Regions from separate parts of the Sus scrofa genome. Here region 1 is linked to region 2. The links are chromatin contacts, called in public HiChIP or PLAC-seq maps. All regions are on one chromosome and are shown on one strand. Each heading gives the region's core, a stretch centred on a gene start, on an enhancer-like site or on the middle of the called end of the contact. The rest is flanking DNA. Distances are from core to core; before and after follow the strand shown.

Evidence for each region. HiChIP or PLAC-seq counts read pairs in DNA pulled down with a chosen protein or histone mark.
Region 1: a contact with region 2 is called in an H3K27ac HiChIP or PLAC-seq map of skeletal muscle, with 6 times the contacts expected there. The contact joins two enhancer-like sites. A contact is called at or near these places in 5 of 47 Hi-C or Micro-C datasets (embryonic fibroblasts, fibroblasts, heart right ventricle and 1 more) and 2 of 2 datasets of contacts at active chromatin or transcription factors (alveolar macrophages and skeletal muscle).

Annotation. Positions count from the first base shown.
Region 1 is chr8:40,005,697-40,012,755 of Sscrofa11.1, reverse strand. All of the region lies in intron 4 of SCFD2 (sec1 family domain-containing protein 2), which reads left to right. Among named protein-coding and RNA genes, the nearest start is that of SCFD2, 140 kb to the left of the region's middle. Within about 2 kb of position 5,390, at least 17 of the 83 cell types and tissues checked have an H3K27ac peak or open chromatin away from gene starts, as enhancers often do. A contact at or near this core is called in skeletal muscle, where this site is marked.
Region 2 is chr8:39,864,267-39,870,844 of Sscrofa11.1, reverse strand. The region is part of intron 5 of SCFD2 (sec1 family domain-containing protein 2); the gene reads left to right. Among named protein-coding and RNA genes, the nearest start is that of RASL11B, 160 kb to the right of the region's middle. Within about 2 kb of position 2,069, at least 26 of the 83 cell types and tissues checked have an H3K27ac peak or open chromatin away from gene starts, as enhancers often do. A contact at or near this core is called in skeletal muscle, where this site is marked.

The DNA of each region.
Region 1 (7,059 bases), core at 4,141-6,640, 140 kb before region 2:
AAAATTGCCACAATCAATATACGACTCTATGATATCTATGATGTTATTTTTGTCCCTTAAATGTACACACATATGGTCGTGCCCTGGAAATAGAGGCTGCTTATTGGGAGAGAAGGGAGGAAAAATTATAAAGTCTATTTTATTTTATTTTTTTGTCTTTTTAGGGCCGCACTGCGACATATGGAGGTTCCCAGGTTAGGGGTCTAATTGGAGCTGTTGCTGCTGGCCTACACCACAGCCACAGCAATGCCAGATCCGAGTCGTGTCTGTGACCTACACCATAGCTCACGGCAATGCCGGATCCTTAACCCACTGAGCAAGGCCAGGGATTGAACCCGCAACCTCATGGTTCCTAGTCAGATTCGTTTCTGCTGCACCACAATGGGAACTCCTATAAAGTCTATTTTATAGGAGAAACTTTCACCCTCGTAGTCTTTTATTCCACTGCCTAATTTCACCTACCCTGTCTACCAGAAGAGATGCTGTTGGCATTTTGGACCGCACAGAACTTTGTTGTGCAGGACTGCCCTGGGCATTGAAGGATATTAGTGCCTCTGATCCCCCTTCCACACTAAATGCCTCTAGTGCTCCCCAGTCATTACACCAGCCCAAGCCCCCCATGCCCATTTCCAGATGCCCCCTAGACCAACAGTATCACTCCAGTTGAGAACCTCTACCCTGCCTTACAGTACTAATCCTTCATTCTCCAAGATGCCCTGCATAAAAGCTCATCGTTCATGTTACCTCCTCTGTGAATAGTTCCAGTATTGGTTCACTCTCTTCAGTGCTCCCACAGAGCGCCTGATATTAGCACTTGTTAGGCAAACAGTGCCTATGGTTCAATTGAAAGGCTGCTCTCTCTGTTCCCCTTCCCACCCCCATTAGACTTTGAACTATTTGAGGTCAGGGATGATGTCTTCCTGGTAGCCACAGAGTTTAGCTCAGGCCCCATATTCTTCCTGGGAAGTTTTCCTCTCCCTCCTCTACCAGATCAACTAACATTTTAAAATTTCAAAAGCTTATTTTAATTTGTGAAAGCACTTTGCCTAATGAAGTGCTGCTTGAAATCAAATAAGGATATCATGTCTAATAATTCAAAGTAGCTGGGAATTGCTTTGCTCATATATCTGAAATATTTCCTATTCAGACCAGTATTTTCAGGGACTCCTGGCTTTTGGTTTGCTGGTGCAAAATCTAATTCTAGGTCAAAATTACCATCATTCACTGTAACCTGAGGGAGTAAGATAAGATATTTTGTGGTGTGGTTCTTATATAGGTTCTTGTCTTAAAATTAATATTGCAAGGGATTGTCATTTCCAGAGAATTTCCTTACTGTCCATACTTCCCTTTGGGCTGTGTATTTCTATTAAGTCAGCCCTGTGGCCTGAAGTTATATACTCTGTAATGTGTAAGAGTCGATTAGCTATTAGTAATGTTCACTGGCTCCTGTTTGAGGTGGGCATTTTTATATTATACTTAATTTGTTTTCAAAGTTCCCCCACCCACCCCCAGCAAGAGATGAGTTGACATCATCACAATAAAACAACCTACAAAGAAAATGCTTGTTCATTGGGAAAGTTAATCTCTTGTAGCTGCTAGAAAGACTGTTTCATGGGCAGCTGGGTATTATTAGAGCAAGTAAAAAATTTCCAAACTTCTGCAAGGACTCATGATAAACAAACGAAAGTTTTTTTTTCTGCTTAGCCTTACTGCCACTTGACATGAAGCAAATGATGAGGACACAAATGAGGCTTGATGAGTTGAGTTCCCTGATGCCAAATACTTGCTTAGGGACAGGGCACCAGCCATCCAGAAAGGCCTTTGGACACACAAGGCAGATGAGGTTTGGTTCATTGGGATACATCATGAGCTGCTATAATAAACAGATTCTAAAATACAGTAGGCATAAACAAGATAGGAATGTCATTCTCATGGAAAAATCTCCATCAGTGCTTAGGGCTAATAAGGCAGCTTCTTGGTGCTGGAGGCCCAGACATCCTCAATTTAGTTGTTTTGCTCTACACATTTCTGTAATTCTAAATAGCTTTTCTTTTTTCTTTTTTCTTTATTTTATGTTTAAGGCCACACCTGCAGCATATGGAGGTTCACAGGCTGGGGGTTGAATCGGAGCTACGATTGCTGGCCTACACCACAGCCACAGCAACATAAGATCCCGTGCTGCGGCTGTGACCTACACAGATCCTCATGGCAATGCCAGATCCTAACCCACTGAGCGAGGCCAGGGATCGAACCCAAAACCTGATGGTTCCTAGTCGGATTTATTTCTGCTGTGCCATGATGGGAACTCCTAAATAGCTTTTCTAAGACGCATTTCCTTATCCCCCAGATAAAAGACAGAGACAGAAATGTAGTGGTGTGTACAACACATTCCCTTTAAGATCATGATCCAGAAGTTGTACCTGTTGCCACAGCCAACCATCCCACTGGTCACCCCTTGGTATCATGGCAGTACCTAGTTGCAGGAGAGGCTGGAAAATGTAGTCTTTTTCTAGGTGGCCATGGGCCAAACTAAAGGGGTGGTTTTATTACTAAGTGGATTAAGGATATTGAATATAGGGGCTTAAGAACCAGTTCTGCTCAAATGGCTATTATTATTAGTTACAGCACTGAAGTTAGTGAAATGAATTACTTATTTCTGTGGGACATTTCTTTGGAGTAGATTTCTTTTCCTAATTCATTTAATGATCTTTGAAAGGCATTCATTTCTATCAGATAATGCTGATGGAATCCTTACTTGGATTAACTGTTGCACTTGCTAGGATTAACTCATCTGTGTGTCAGGGTCATGCAGATATGAAGCCAAGAGCAGCAGCCTGTTGTACCCTCAGGCCACCCGTGGATGTAGACATGGAAGCTGATCCCACTTTGTTCTTAAAGCTATCACCTTAGTACCTATATCAAAATGTAAGGGAGATGGAAGATTTCATGAAAGTCCCAAAAGTTTGAGCATGTTCTTACTATAATCCTGTTAAGTGTTAATTTTCATTTCTTAGGACTTTTTTCCCCCTCTACTTACGGTGACTTCCAAAAAAATGTTCGTAATCCCCTTTACCTTTCCTAGTCCACTCTCTGGTTATCTTTCCTCCAGATTTTGCATGGTCTTTACTCCCTCCAAGAAACTTTACCTGACCTCCCAGTTTTGGATTGAGTAACTCAAATGTATTCTACCTTAACGTCAGGAATTCTATTTACTATTTTCAGGCCAACCCTCAGTACTATAATTGTTCTGATGTTACTACCCCTCACTGGACTCTGAGCTATGGAAGGGAGCGTGTCCCAGGTAGTGGCTGGATACACATTTATTTAAACATAAGAATGAGGGTGTTCCCGTCATGGCTCAGCAGTTAACGAACCCAACCAGTATCTGTGAGGATGCGTGTTCGATCCCTGGCCTCACTCAGTGGGTTAAGGATCCGATGTTGCCATGAGCTGTGGGGTAGGTCACAGATGCGGCTCGGATCCCGAGTTGCTGTGCCTGTGGTGTAGGCCAGTGGCTACAGCTCCAATTCAACCACTAGCCTGGGACCCTCCATATGCTATGGATACACCTCCCCCCCCCCAAAAAAAAAGTAAGAATGAGTGGATGAAGAGAAGGGAGAAGAGGGGAGTAAAGCTAACAAAAAAGGAAGAAGAAAGAAAAGAGGGGGAAGTACATTTGATTTCATTTATGCTGATGTGTTTGGTCACTGTTTCTGACCCACCTGGCTGGCAGCCTGCTCATGCAGCAGTCACAAGAGTGGTCCAGAAGGCTTGTTCTCAGATGCCTGCTTGCTTAGCATGGTAGTCATTCCTTTTTCTCTATTCGGATCCTCCTTGAAGCTATGTTGGGGAGCAGGGGCGCTCATTCATGTTGGGGAGCAGGGGCGCTCATTCATGATGTTGGGAGTGAGCATTTCTGTGTTGGCTCAGTGGTCTGCTGGCCAAGGTCATAGTCCTATTTCCTCCCTAGGGTATCTCATCGATTCACTCCCAGAGAGCTCCAAGGAACTCCAGTGTGTGAGCAATGCATTACACCTATGTATTATGTTCCATCAGTTCACAAAAATAAATTTCCTTTGGTTGGTATCTGTATTTTCAGGCCTTGCTAATTTACAATTCTATCTAGTGTTTTTAGACTGGACAAAGCATATTTTACTTATGCTTTACATTACAGACTTTTGAAAGTAGTCTTTGGAGAGAGACATGTTTTTTGTTTGACTATGTTATTTAATTTAAATCAAAGTATTTACTGATGCATTTTTATTGTGGTGTATTCCATTATTATCTTCAACAGTGAGAAGTCTTTTCCAATTTAATGTGCCTGCTCTGTAAAATAAAGTGAAAAAATATTGTTTGAGTAGGTAGAAAAAAAATTGAAATAGGCTACGGTGTGGAGGGTAGAGAGATAGAAAGGAGGTAATTGGCGAAAGACCGTCACTGTGGTTATAAAGTCATGGCCTAGGTAATAGATTCTTAATAAATAACTAAGGAAGCCATGGGCTTGGAAGGGGTAAAGAATCCATAAGCATCATGAGAGGCTGGACACTTTGAAATCCACATGTGCAGTGCTTCCATTTTATAGATGAGGACAATGCCTAAGTGGCGTGTCCAAAGTCACTAGAAGTGGCAGTTGTCTTACTTGCTGGTTAATTACTCTTCAGTTTCTAAAACTGTCATGGTCTGTGGTCTGATAAAATGTTCCACGGAGGCACATTTAGAGATACCGTAGTGTTTCTAAATTAGCCATGACTCTTTTTTTCACTTTAAACTTTTTTTTTTTTTTATTTATGGGAGGGAAAAAGAGACAAGGCATAAAGAAACTGCTAATATGAATCTGATTCATGGTAGTATCTTAATTAACTAGAGTTAGTTTTGATCTACAGTAAATGCTAAAGAAAATGGAAAGACTTCAGAAGAACATGTAGCTGTCATATGAACTCACTGAATTATTTACAGATTAAACCGATTATTTAGTTTCACTCCATGTGCAAATGAAAATTTAAACTTAGTTGGATTGGGGGGACCTATATTTGGATAATTTGGAAAGTATTACAGTTTTGTCTCAAGTGAATTTGTATATCCAATTTCCTAGTCTCCAAAAACAGGAAATTCAAAAATTCAAACCAAGCTACAATAGATCAGCTTACATGGCTTGTTTTAAGAAATAAAATTTATTTCTGTCCTATAATATTTGCTTTTTACTTAAGTGAAAAAGCAATTAACTCTAAAAGTGATTTGAAGTTTTTGCTTCTCATTAGATACCTTACGAGTTCCTGAATTTTAATTCAAATTCCTGTGGAATTCTGTGGGGATGGCTAAATATATGCAGCCATTGTTGGGGAAGAAAGTTTGGTCTGCAGTCAGCAGAATCTGAAAGCCCAGAGTAAACTGAAATTGGAGCTGAGTCAGTCTTTCTTAGTCAGTGTGGAGCAGCGGTCTGTCACAAACGTGCACAACGGCTGTCTGTGCTGCACAGCACAAGCAGCAACCTCTGCGTGGATGATAGGAATCTTTATTATAAACAAAAACATTCCGTGCCAACTGTACTGAATAAAAGGCATTTCTCTTGACTGAGCGCAAGAGTGAGATTTAGGGGGTAGGGACTGTTTCATATTAGCAGATGTTTTTCACTTTGTGATGGATTTGTTGTTGCATTCTCCAGCCCCAAGACTCTTAACAAACTGAGGAAATAAGCCAATTTCAGATTTCATTACCGAGAGTCTCGTTTTACTCTTCCTACTGGCTAATTTAATCATTTAATTGGTGTGGAGATGGAGAATCGTGTTGATTTACTCAGCCAGAATTTTCTGGACACTTAGGATGTGCTTGGCAAGGTAATAGAAGCTGAAAGCTGCACAAAAATGGCTAGAACTTAGGACTTTGACAATATTTTTTATTCTTCTATATCCAGCCTCTGTTGTTGCTATTGAGACATCTTGAGTCACTGTAATGTCAATTCTTTGACTTCTTTTCAGATTTATGTTTGTGTGTATGTATTTTTTTTTTTTTTTTACAATTTCATTATACTCTGACAATGTCTAATTGTGGATTTGTTTCCATTTGCTCTGCTTGATATACATTGTGTTTCCTGTGTCTGTGGATTTATGCTTTTCTTCAGTTGTGAAAAATTCTTATATATTACTTCTTCTAGTATTATGTCTCTTTATTGTTTTCATCCTGGGATGCCAATTAAAGCTGTTTTAGACCCTCTTATTCAACTATCTTTTCATTTTTTTGCCGTTAATTTCTTTGCCATTGTTTTGATAATATCTTCATATTTATTCTCTATTTCACTATTTTTCTCTTCCATATTTGGAGTCAACATTTGAGTTTCAAATTTCAAAAACTATATTTTTCCTTTTTAATAACTTTTATTCTTTTAAAAAAACTTCAGGTTATTTTTGATAGTCTATTATTCCCACTTTAAAATTTTTTTATCTTTTATTTCTTTGAACATTTCTTATATAATCTGTTTATATTCTTTAACTGACAGTTCCAGTCTTGAAGTTGCTGGGATCTGAATGCACTGAGTGGTGTGTTTGCCGGGTCATCTATGGCTTGCTTCCTTGTGTGTTTTATATTTTTTGATTGTGAGCTCATTTCTGGTAGAATATCTTTGGCAATTCTGCAGGCCTAAATCTGGAGTAACTTCAGAGACGACTTAGGCTCTTCTCGTGGAGCTAGGAGTCACTAGGGATCCTAGCAAATCTATGACTGCCTTGGCCCACTTCAGTGTCCTGAATTAACATGGGATATGCAGATTCAGCTTTCTCACTTTGAAGGGGGCCCAAGGCCAAATTTCTAGATTCCTGTGCAGAAGGCGTAGCAGAGTCCCCAAATAACACCAGCTTTCTCTGCTTTTCCCAAGTGTGCTTTCAGCTCACTGGTTGACAACTCATTGTATTTTAAGTTTTCTTTTTTTTTTAAACAGATTTTCTTTACTTTCTTACAAGCCAGCCATAAATTAAAAAGCTTATTATTATTCACGAGTTCCCATCCTGGCTCATCGGAAATGAATCTGACTAGGATCCATGAGGACACAGGTTCAATCCCTGGCCT
Region 2 (6,578 bases), core at 820-3,319:
TCGCACGGGTGGCTGGGATCTGGCATTGCTCTGGCTCTGGTGTAGGCTGGCAGCTGTAGCTGTGATTGGACTCCTAGCCTGGGAACCTCCATATGCCATACCTTCGGCCCTAAAAAGCAAAAAAAAAAAATCATTGAGGTTTGTAAAACCCATACTTTTTCATCTTTCATGTTAAATATAGATACAAAACAACATTATTGCCATCAGCATAAATTGGGGTGAGTTACTTCACTATTTCACATGTTTTTATTTCAGTGTGTTTCTTATTTAGCTAGTTTTTACTCAGCTTTTCTCTCCTTTTTTTTTTTTTTTTCATATGTGATTGAAATGTTTTCCACGTTTATTTCCAGTGGGTGAAGTGTGGTCCGTTGCATAACCACCCCTACCCCTGGATAATTGCCCTCCTTATTTTTAGGAAGCAGAAAATAGCCTATTGTTTTATAATTACTCAGTGGTGCCCACCCAAACATGAGGATTATGCAAGAACTTTTGCTGCTTCTCTCGTTCAGGGAAGGGAATGGGGATGGAAGCAGGAGGGAGGATAAAATTTTGATCTTTTTTTTTTTTAATGGCCACGCCCACAGCATATGGAAGTTCCCCAGCCAGGGATTGAATTCGAGCTGCAGCTGCAGCAATGTTGGGTCCTTTAACCCACTGTGCTAAGCTGGGATCGAACATACACCTCTGCAGCAACCCGAGCCTCAGCAGTCGGCCTCTGAACGCACTGATTTTGATCATCTTTGCATGTCCTGAAATGCCGTCTTGGAAAAGAGTCATATTTTCTCAGGTTTCCTTAGAGACTTAAAAAAAGAAAAAAAAAAAAAAAAAAGCCATACACACCTACCTTAAAATTAGTGACAAGAGTGACAGGTATACATTTTTTTTTCCACCTGTCTTCTAACCAGAACCTCTTACTCATTTCTAACATGACTCATTTATTTTGTCTAGTACAAAGATGTAAAATACTCACTGAGAGCTAAAGAGCTCAGGAATTCCAGCTAGATAAAAATTTTGTACAACAATAAAGAAAATAATAAAAAATAAAATTAGAAACCTCAGCAGTAGCTTATTTCATAAACCCTATAAACAACAGATACTTAAAATAATTTTTTTGCACAATGAAGCACTGGAGATTGAAAAATTAGGAGTTCCCATCATGGCGCAGCAGAAACGAATCCAACTAGGAACCAAGAGGTTGCAGGTTCGATCCCTGGCCTCGCTCAGTGGGTTGAGGATCTGGCATTGCCATGAGCTATGGTGTAGGTCGCAGACGGCTCAGATCTGCCATTGCTGTGGCTGTGGTATAGGCCAGCGGCTACAGCTACAGCTCCGATTAGACCCCTAGCCTGGGAACCTCTATATGCCGTGGGTGCAGCCCTAAAAAAGACAAAAAAAAAAAAAAAAAATCTGCGTAAAGATTTTGGAGGCTTTTCAAAGATTCATAGTATAACAGTATACAATTTGTATAGAATTTCTTGATTTGTTTGCCCCCCTAACAAATGAAAATATTAGCACAGGACAGATACGATTTTCTAGCTTTCTGCTCCTGTACGATCCAGGATGATAACCAAAAAGCTAATTTTGTGACAACAGTTTTATTTCCATGGCAACTGACTTGTAATGTTACAAACAGTGGATTATTGACTGGTTCATGATGAAGCTTAAGGAAGGTTCCTATTCAAATAGGATCATCCAAACCCAACACCAAGGGGAATACTGTCAGAGCTGCTTCCAGCAGTGTGTCCTTTTCAAAAATGTTCTCATTATTCTGAGAGCTGTGTTTTTATTTTGTGAGGGGTTTTGTTGTTGTCGTTATTGTTTAATGTTCTCATTTTGTTTGCTTTACTTCTTTATCCCCTCTTCCCCCAGAGGTGATGGGATGGAAAAATGCTTATTTTTAGCAACAGAAGCCCCCCTCCCTGAAGAAGCAGTCTCCACTTTCGATTTAATTCTTCCTGCATAAATGAGATTTATTTTGAAACTTCAGTCAAAAACATCTGTACTTTGTGCAGGACAAACATGTGCTTTCTTCCAAGAGCTGCTGACCTTCCTGATGTTAGATAAACCCATGTTGCTCTGTGAAAGCCCCTGGTAGAAGCAAAGACTGCAGTGGGAAATAGAAACCCACTCATTCTTTAACCCAGAGCGCCTCTCTGTGGCCTCAACAAGTTACTACAGAAGGAGGATGAAAGCATCCCAACTGTTTACCAGTTGGCGTTGCATTCCCCACCCCGCAGTCTCCTTCGTACTTTTGAAAGGCAAAATGCAGTTTCATAACCGTATTATTTGACGACTTGCTGTGAATACGAAGCTCCTGAGAGCACATCTTGGAAGATGAGCCACTCTTAGCGGACATTCTACTGGAGCTATTTTTCTCATAGGGATGAGAGGAGGAGCTGAAAGAGACTTATCTGAACCACCCAAAGATGGACAACACGGCTTTGAGAGATTTTCTTTCTCGTGGGTAGTCAGCCCTCATTCATGCTGCTTCTTCCACAGGTTAGACTAGTTATAACTGTCTCTACCTTACTTTTCTGCAGCCCTTCCTAGGTTATAAATCCCCTCAGGGCAGGGCTGTTGTGTCCCTCACCTCTGTATTTCCAAAGCACAGCACAGTGCCTGGCACAAAGTAGGTCTTCAGGAAATGCTGGATGAATCATAGGTGTTTAAGGACCAACAGTGGTGGATCAGAGACATAAAATCCTTAATCTTGGTCCGTGTCCTGACCATCCGAGTGTATGGTTAGCCTTTATTGCTGTGTTTTGCTGTACTTACTCTTTGAAAATTGCCTTAAATATACTGAGCTTTGCTTAATGAGAAACCGAGGTAGCAAATAGTAGACCCTATAATAAAGCTGGACAGTTTGACTTAGTGTCTCTTCTCCCTCCCGACTTGCTGGCTTTTGGTTTGTTTTGCTAAATCATTAGCTTGTAATGTCTACTTTTTATTCAAAACATCTGCCACCCAGTACAACACCAGTAAAATCTTCCAATGGACACTAAAAGCTCAGAGGAAAAAAATAGTCCCATTACCCTAGTAGCAGGGAATGCTGAGTTCTGCTGCTTTTCAGGGAACAGGGGACCCCCCCCCCCGCTTCACAACCGCTATTTTCTTATTCAATTGTCATCTGCATTGAAACATGCTATGTAGGTAACACTTTTTTTTAGAGGTGCATTTAACTATGTTTTGAGAATTGAACTTTATCCCACCAAACACGTGGATCATTCAGTGTACATTTATAGATCCCCTCTATGTGTTTGGCATTGTGCTAGGCTTACAGAAGTGGGTGGCACAGTCCTGCCTGGGCCCCGGGTGGAGGCTGAGGGAATTGTAATGTGGGTGACCTGTACACATACGGCTGAGACCAGTGGTGAGAGTGATGCCTCTGCATACTTGATAAATGTGGCAGGATCAGAATTCAAGACCTTTTTTTTTTCTTTTTTTGTTTTTTGTTTTTTTTTTGCTATTTCTTGGGCCTCTCCCGCGGCATATGGAGGTTCTCAGGCTAGGGGTCTGATCGGAGCTGTAGCCACTGGCCTACGCCAGAGCCACAGCAACGCAGGACCGAGCTGCGTCTGCAACCTACACCACAGCTCACGGCAATGCCAGATCGTTAACCCACTGAGCAAGGGCAGGGACCGAACCCACAACCTCATGGTTCCTAGTCGAATTCGTTAACCACTGCGCCACGACGGGAACTCCTCAAGACCTTTCTTAATGGCTGCACCCTCGGCATATGGAACTTCCCAGGCCAGGGACTGAATCAGAGCCATAACTGTGGCAAAGCCAGATCCTTTAACCCCCCCACACTGAGCCAGGGATGGAACCTGAGTCTCTGCAGTGACCTGAACTGTTGCAGTCAGATTCTTAGCCCACTGCACCACAGTGGGAACTCCTGAAGGCCTTTTAAGGCGAGTGGAAGTGTCTCTGTGTATTGCAGAGCCAAACTGAGAACAGTGTCTTAGATTACAAGGGAGAAGAGTCAGGCAAATAATGTTGCATTACCTCATTTAAAAACATTTATCTTGGGGAGTTCCCATCGTGACTTAGTCATTAGGAACCTGAAAGTATCCATGAGGATGCAGGTTCAATCCCTAGCCCCGATCAATGGGTTAAGGATCTGGCATTGCCGTGAGCTGTGGTGTAGGTCGCAGACACAGCTCCGATCTGGTGTTGCTGTGGCTGTGGCGTTGGCCGGCAGCTGCAGCATTCCTCGGGTGTAGCCCTGAAAAGCGAAAAAACAAAAACAAAAAAACAAAAACAAACAAAAAAAACCCATTTATCTTAGGCAAGGCAAGGAAGGAACACTTGGATTTTAGGTGTGGCCAGTTAAAATCAGAGACTCTGACAGTAATCCCTTTCTTACCGCCCCACCCCCACAAGTGTGGACCAGTAACACTGACCCAAGGAAAACTCTGAAACTTTCTTCTCCAGACTTTTATAGACGTTGTTCCTTCTGCCTGGAACAGCTGCAGCAATTCCGTCTCCCAACTCCCAATCACTCCTCCTTTCATCCTGGAGGCACTGCCACCCTCATAGCACCTGCCACACTAATGTAAACGCATTCACCTGCTTACCTGCCTGAGCCACCCCCCCACACCCCGCAACCCCCGCCCCATGACTGGGAGCAGCTGCATGGGAAAGGGTGTGTCTTTTTCCTTCAGGGCCCAGCCTTTTTTTGGCCCGTTGAGGCTTAATAAAGGTGTCAGATCAAATTAGCTGATTTCCAATAGCTCCGTGGTGTTGTGTCTCTGTATGTGATTTCAGAAAAAAATAGGCATTTTTTTTTTTTCTCATATAGGGGAAGGGAATATATACCCCTCACTGCCTGGCATCCAAGCAGTGTCCTTTCCTTCAGTGGTAAACGTGGACTGTTTCTTGGAGTATAGGAAATGTTTGGTTTTTTGGTTTGTTTTTTTAAATAAAAAGAAAGATATACTGGAGTTCCCATCGTGGCTCAGCGGAAACAAATCTGAATAGCATCCATGAGGATGCAGGTTTGATCCCTGGCCTCACTCAGTGGGTTAAGGATCCGGCGTTGCCGTGAGCTGTGGTGTAGGTCACAGACATGGCTCGGATCTGGCGTTGCTGTGGCTGTGGTGTAGGCTGGCGGCTACAGCTCCAATTAGACCCCTAGCTTGAGAACCTCCATATGCCATGGGTGCGGCCCTCAAAAAACCAAAAAAAAAAAAAAAAAAAAAAAAAAAAGATGTATAGATAGCATAGGTTCTTCTCTGGAGCCTGTTTACTCATCTATAAACAAGGGGTTGGGCCTGATAATCTCAGAGGACCTTCCAGCAAAAGTTGTTCTAGGAGGCCCACCATAAATACCATAAAACCATCGAATTACTGCCAAAATTCTACATAATGTTTGTTAAGATGTTGTAAAATGCTCGTGAGTAGTTTAGAAGAAAAAGTGAAGAGACAGCCTCTGGCACACAAAACCTACGTGATTTTTGTTGCCTAAATGCAAGAAAAAAACATGTGGGGAAAAGCCTAGTAGTTAAATGAGAAATATATTTACCGTTGATGGGATTTTCAAAAAAGGAAGGGAGGATTGCCTGCAGGGGCAGAAGCGGACATTTATTGTGAAAACGTGTAACCCGAACAGTCCCATTATTTATTTACATGGGTAATGGCTTGTGAATCTACAGTGAAAAACCTTTATCATTAGAGAATGAGGCCACGAAGCTCGTGTGGCTGTACTTACAGGCCAGTGCTTCATACATGCCATGAACTGATGATTTGACCAAGTGTCTTTTTGAACTTTAGTGACGAGGAGTCCCAGGAAAGTACAGGAAGGTGTAAGGAAAAATAGTCCATCCTAAACGGGGTCTCTTCCTTGTCTCTTATTAGATGACTGTCGGGGGGTGGGGTTCTAAGAGTTTCAAGGACAGGCTGCAGATGTGTTTGGTGTCTTCGAGGCGGCCATTTAGAGTTGGTGCAGGAGTTCTGCAGCCTGAGTGTGGTGGCCTTCCGTCTAGCTGGGGCCCCTTCCTGTCATAAATAAGATTACTTTCATTTCACTTGTGGAGTGTGCTATTCCTCAGAGTAATGAATTTCCTCTGTGCCTTTGAGCACATAAACATGGTTTTCATTAGCTTTCTCTCAAAAAAAAAAAAAAAAAGCAGGGGCTCGGGAGGTGGAAGGACAAGAGAGAATCTGAGCAAAATGAATAGATGTCAATTAACTCCATAAATGCAGATGGATTTTTTTTGCCAGCTGGCTGGAACACCCTTCTGAGCAGTTCCAGAAAGGCGTTGGTTCGTCTCTTCTGAAGAGCTACCAAAATTCAGTGGGGCAGAAGGGGGTACCAGTTTCATCCTTCATGAACAAAGAAACAGAGAGAGAGACAGAGACGTCTCTTTTCACCCTTGTTGTAAAAACTGTATCCAGAAGTTCATCACGAATGGTCCCCAGGCCAGACAAATAGCCCAGGGTTCCGCTGGAATCACGGAGCCCATCACAGAGATCCACCTACACGCCTGGGGTCATAGTGCATGCAGTCTCTGCATCCACCTCCCCTGCCCTTGCCGTGTGTGTGTGTGTGTGTGTGTGTGTGTGTGTGTGTGTGTGTG